Regions from separate parts of the Zea mays genome. Here region 1 is linked to region 2. The links are chromatin contacts, called in public Hi-C maps. All regions are on one chromosome and are shown on one strand. The core of a region is the stretch at or near the end of the contact, and the rest is flanking DNA. Distances in the headings are between cores, read along the strand shown.

Region 1 (2,700 bases), core at 111-2,610, 170 kb before region 2:
GTGGACAGGCCATGAGGGACAGCACCAAACTTCTCCTCTACCTTCGGTGGGTTAGCCAAGTCATGGCTGCTCTCCTCGGCATTCACTTGTAGCTTCTTAGCTGCAGTATAGGCAGGGTCAGAACAAGATTGAAATTCTATAAGGATTAGAAGATTGAACTTGCAGTAATATGTAGAGTTTTGGTGTGCAGGTACAGCACAGTAAATGGAAATGAAATCAGAGCTGCCACTAGACTACAAGGTCCTTATAATTCAACAAGAGTAGTATGATAGGGACATGTGCAGTGAGTCCTCAAATTTACTAAGGTACCGTTTGGTTCAAATATTTGTAACGTAATAGGTAAGTGATAACGTTAAGGTAGGGTTTGGTTACTAGGGACTAATTTTTAGTCCCTTCATTTTATTCCACTTTAGTCTATAAATTGCAAAATATGGAAACTATAACTCTATTTTACTTTCCATATTTGACAATTTAGTGACTAAAATGGAATAAATTGGAGGCACTAAAAATTAGTCTCTAAAACCAAACACCCCCTAAATCATGTTTGTTTTAGTCCAACCGTAATCAGATACCATACTAAAAATTGATACCGGACTATTCAAACTTGTGAGTGTAAACCATTACCATTACCCTTTATGTTACATTTCGTGAACCAAACAGCACCTAAGATCCAGGTAGGTGGAAGCTAAAAATGGATGAAGTTACAGGTCTAAACCCCATTAAACCCAAACGGAACAAACCACATGCTCATCACCAGAAATGGAAAACGTAGAGGGCCCCCATGACGGATCTGAGAACTAGCTAACAATCTCGAACTCCAAACAAACCCTGCCATTACATTGGATCGAAGAGACCAGGAGCCGCTCACCTCCCCCATCTAGCGGCAATTCTAGACGCGAGATCTACCAACAAAATGGAATGAAATTTTCTAGCAGAAATCGAATCTAGTGACACCATCCTCTGCATTCTGCTCCAACGAATCTAGCAGCTACTCCTGACTCTTTCCGGCCGGAAATTTGCCGCACGATCCATCATACGGGGTGCTTATAAACAGACAGACGGGACAGAAAACACTGCGCAAAACTAACATGGACCGACGGGGAGAGCCCGCCAGTGATCGGACGAGACGGAACCTGCCATCAATCGCCTCGAGAACAGTGGGATCGACAAACCACGCACACAGAAAATATGAACAAAAAAGAAAAATCTGGAGATCTCCGGCGCGCGGGGACATGCCTGGGTCGGGGAGTGTGGTGAGGAGAAAGAGGAGGAGGAGCGTGGAGGAGAGCGCCCACTTGCGCATCGTCGCCTCTCCTGGATATCGCTTCACTCTGTGGAGCACCACGGACACCACCAGTGCAGTGATGAGTTCGTCGCGCTCTGCGCCGGAGACGAAAGGCCTTTTTAAAATGGGCCGGGGCCAGGAGACCCGTGCACCCGGTCCACGCGGGCGCGATCGGGCCACGTGGACAAGCGGACGGCGCCGATTGCGTCTGGTCCACGTGGCGGTTTCTAACTGGGCGACTCCAGCGGACTTGACGTGGTACGTGAGCGGAGGGGGCCTCTGCCGTCCGATGGGGAGATCTGCGTGCTCCAAGGGCTGGGATCTCTTGTATGCGCCTTGAATGGTTAACACGTGGAGTGATTCGATTGGACAGAAGCCGGGCACCCACGTCGATTGTGCTGCTAGAAAGTTCGAAGCGACAATCGAGCGTGCTCAACCGGATAAAACAGGAGAGGGGAGTTGTGGTTGTAGTGGGGCTAGACCGCTAGAGCGACGAAGGGACCACAAGTCAGTCAACGGGCGTCGACGAGTGGGCGGTCGATGGCCATGCTTGAAGCTTGTTTCGTTAAAATGTGATTAAAGGGAATGGAAAGAAATAAACTGATTTTTCTGTTAATTCTCTCCAATTCTCGTCTAACCAGATAAATCCTAAGAGCCAGTTTAAAAACTCAAATCCCCTCTAAGATTGAAGGAGAACTGAACTAGTTTCTCTTTTAATCTCCTCCAGTCCCGAAGGAGATTTGAGTTACCAAACTAATTCTAATGTGTTGGATCTTAATCCTAATTGTGTCGTCAGCCGTTCGTTAGCCTCATGTGTCTTGTACCTAAAGCTAATGCAAAGTCTCGTACAAATCACACGCTGCACACGGCCTAGCTAACAATATTTCTTCGGCCTTTTAAGAGTTTTATTATTTAATTAAAAATAGTACCAGCACTAATGTTTTAATCAAAGGATTTAATTGTGAGAGATATAAACCGCTTACAGATTAGATTAGATTAGCTTCCCCTCCTTTAAAAGACAGGGGTTTTCATTTATCGGAGAAAAACAGATACGGACAAACTGCATGTCCACTATAACCACCATGTGTGCGTAGGCTGGTGGATCCATGAATTAAAGACAACCAAGTCAAGATTATCAAGTGCTAATAAGTATAGCTAATTTCATATAAAATATATGTATATTTGGACTTAATAACTATAGATAATTTCATATAAAATACATGTATATTTAGACTTAGACATAAGCAGGCGAGGCAGCCTAGGCTGCAACCTACGGTGTCTGGGTGCTGAGTCTGCCACTGTGTAGGCTCATTCCATCGTTTAGGTATTCCACTGTGTCGGCCTCCTTCGGTGAAGTCCGTTCATCGTTCTTCCTTCCCAAGCCTTCGAGCTTTTCGCCAATAACCATCTCCCTC
Region 2 (2,700 bases), core at 60-2,559:
AGCTTGGATCACCTACTAGCAGCATTCCGTGCATATCTGTGGCCTGATCCAGCAATAGCAGTCATACGAATCCGATTGTTAGGATCACGTGCAATAGAAGCCTCAATCCTGCCAGAATTTGGATTAGGTGCGCCACAAGTAAGACTGATGTATACCCTACGGATTGTATGCAGCTTGAACTGTTCTGCTAATCGAGCATGAGAATGCTCATCCTGTCCCAAAGAAGAAAGACAAAGAAAAATGGGAGAGTTCAGCATAAGTCTGTATTATACGCACAGATTTCATAAAAGATTCTGAAGTACCAGGTTTATTTTTTAAAAAAAAAATGGGTGGCTATCACAACTCAGAATTCAATACCTTAGCAACAACAAGAAGCCCACTTGTCCCCTTATCCAGCCTGTGCACAATACCAGGGCGCACAAGAGCATTCCGGACTTCTGAACTTACATCTTCAGCAGCAAACTGATCCACATGAAATACATCAGTGTCTTCATCCGTAGAATCCGGGCATTCATCACCAGCTGAGCTGCGTGCTAAACAGGTAAATGTGGAGATCTTGCAGTGATGAAGTATAGCATTGACTAATGTGCCTTTGGCATTTCCTGGCGCCGGGTGAACAACCATATGAGCCGGCTTGTTGACAACAAGAACATGGTCATCCTCATAAACGATGTCCAGCGGGATGTCCTCCGCCTCTGCCCTCAGCGGCTGTAGCTCTGACACCGTGCAGCTGACCAAGTCCCCTCCCTTCACAGTATGCGAAACCTACAATGCACAAAGTGAAGTACAATTGGTGCTGCATGCCCTCATATACCTTGTGAATTGTCTCGTCCGGAATCAGAGTTGTAGTTTAAGCTACAAATCAGCTACAATAATGTATAAGCAGCATATTCCACAGTTCTGCTAACACAAGGATCATCCGACCTCGCTTGACAGGAAGCAAACAGAGCCTAGAGACACGGGGTAGCAGTGGCACCTTGGAGACCGGGCGGCCATTGACGGCGACAAGCCCGGCCCGGATGCTGGCCTGCACGCGCGCGCGGCTAACGCCCCCGCCGCCGAGACGCGCCGATATCCAGGCGTCTACCCTCGAGCGCCCCTCGCCGACGGGCACGGCTTCCTCCAGGCGCGTCCCGCCGTGGCCTCCCTTCCGGCTCTCCGCCGCCTCCGCGCTCGCGTTGGAGGAGGCGCACCTCGCGTAGAAGGCTCTAGGCCTGCTGCTACGGATGTTCTGGCAGCGCATGAGGCCCGAGAGGGTGGTGGCAACCGCCGCCGGCGGTGGCGCCGTCGCAGCTGCCATTGAGCTGCCGAGGGGGTGGACCGGTGGAGACGTGAGCACTGAGGGAGAGGATAGTGTGTGGGTAGATGGGCCTGTTGTTGGGCCAAGGTTGTCAAAAAATGGGCTGTAGGTCACAACGAATTTCTTGTTTTAATTGAAAGGAGCAATAGCATGTGAGTTTCTGCCTGCCATACGTGACTTGCTCATGCATCAGTCGTACAGTCGACTTTCTTTATTTCGCCTCACGGGTGGATGTGTTTTTTCTCCTCCTCATTGATCCAAACAAAAGGGAAACATTTATATTCATAAAGTCAAGTAGGGTTGTTTTCAAAGGGAGTAATGGACAGACTTGTGTTAGGCGATTTAATTACATCCCTTTCAAAAAATCTATATATGTAAAACGTATAAAATGTTAGGATTTATTGAGTTTGACTCGTTTATATAACTAACAATAAATTCGAAAATAAATATCAAAGACCCACTCACTAAAACGATACATGAATATCTAGGACACTAATGCTGTTTAGAGCAGATCGTGCAATTTCGGGCCTGATCTAATTCAAATTATTTAAAATTTAATTAAGTTTATAAAAAAACATTGTCGACATGTATGATTCTAAATAGCTATACTATGAAAATATATTTCACAATGATCCAGCTTATGAGAAAAATACAAATGATGCCATTCTAGGCCCGGTCAAACTCAAATTACTCTAAATTTAACTAAATTTGTACAATATATCATCAACATGAATAACTTCAAATACATATACTGTGAAAATATACTTCATATAAAATCCAATAAAACTTAAACTTATTTAGTACTATATTGTCGGGGACCATAATTAGGGGTACCCTCAAGACGCCTAATTCTCAGCTGGTAACCCCCATCAGCATAAAGCTGCAAAGGCCTGATGGGCACGATTAAGTCAGGGATCAGTCCACACGAGTGACTCGATCACGCTTCACCCGAGCCTAGCCTCGGCCGAAGGCAGCCGACCTCGAGAGACTTCCGTCTCGCCCGAGGCCCCCTTTTTATGGCGGACACATCACCGGCTTGCCCAAGGTCTTGGTTTCGCTCAGAAGCAACCTTGACTAAATCACCACACCGACTCACCAAATTGCAGGGGCATTTAACGCAAAGGTGGCCTGACACCTCTATCCTGACACGCGCCCCCGGCAGAGCCGAGGTGACCGCCGTCACTCCACCGCTCCACTGGCCAGTCTGACAGAAGGACAGCGCCGCCTGCGCCACCCCGACTGCAGTGCCACTCGACAGAGTGAGTCTGACAGGCAATTAGGCCTTGCCAAAGGCGCCACGGCGAACTCCGCTCCGCCCGACCCCAGGGCTCGGACTCGGGCTAGGACCCGGAAGACGGCGAACTCCGCTCCGCCCGACCCCAGGGCTCGGACTCGGGCAA

The links. A called contact is a pair of places that touch in the nucleus more often than the background predicts.
Region 1: a Hi-C map of tassel shows a contact between it and region 2, with 4 times the contacts expected there. The contact joins the promoter of LOC100285108 here to the promoter of LOC100272459 in region 2. A contact is called at or near these places in 3 of 25 Hi-C or Micro-C datasets (ear, leaf and tassel).

The regions. Positions count from the first base shown.
Region 1 is chr6:93,475,444-93,478,143 of Zm-B73-REFERENCE-NAM-5.0, reverse strand. LOC100285108 reads right to left here and starts at 1,360. Exons shown (of 15, transcript NM_001372175.1): 1 at 1,237-1,360; 2 at 1-100. The coding sequence starts at 1,303.
Region 2 is chr6:93,309,709-93,312,408 of Zm-B73-REFERENCE-NAM-5.0, reverse strand. LOC100272459 (RNA binding protein) reads right to left here and starts at 1,309. Exons shown (of 6, transcript NM_001146932.1): 1 at 977-1,309; 2 at 358-765; 3 at 13-212. The coding sequence starts at 1,300.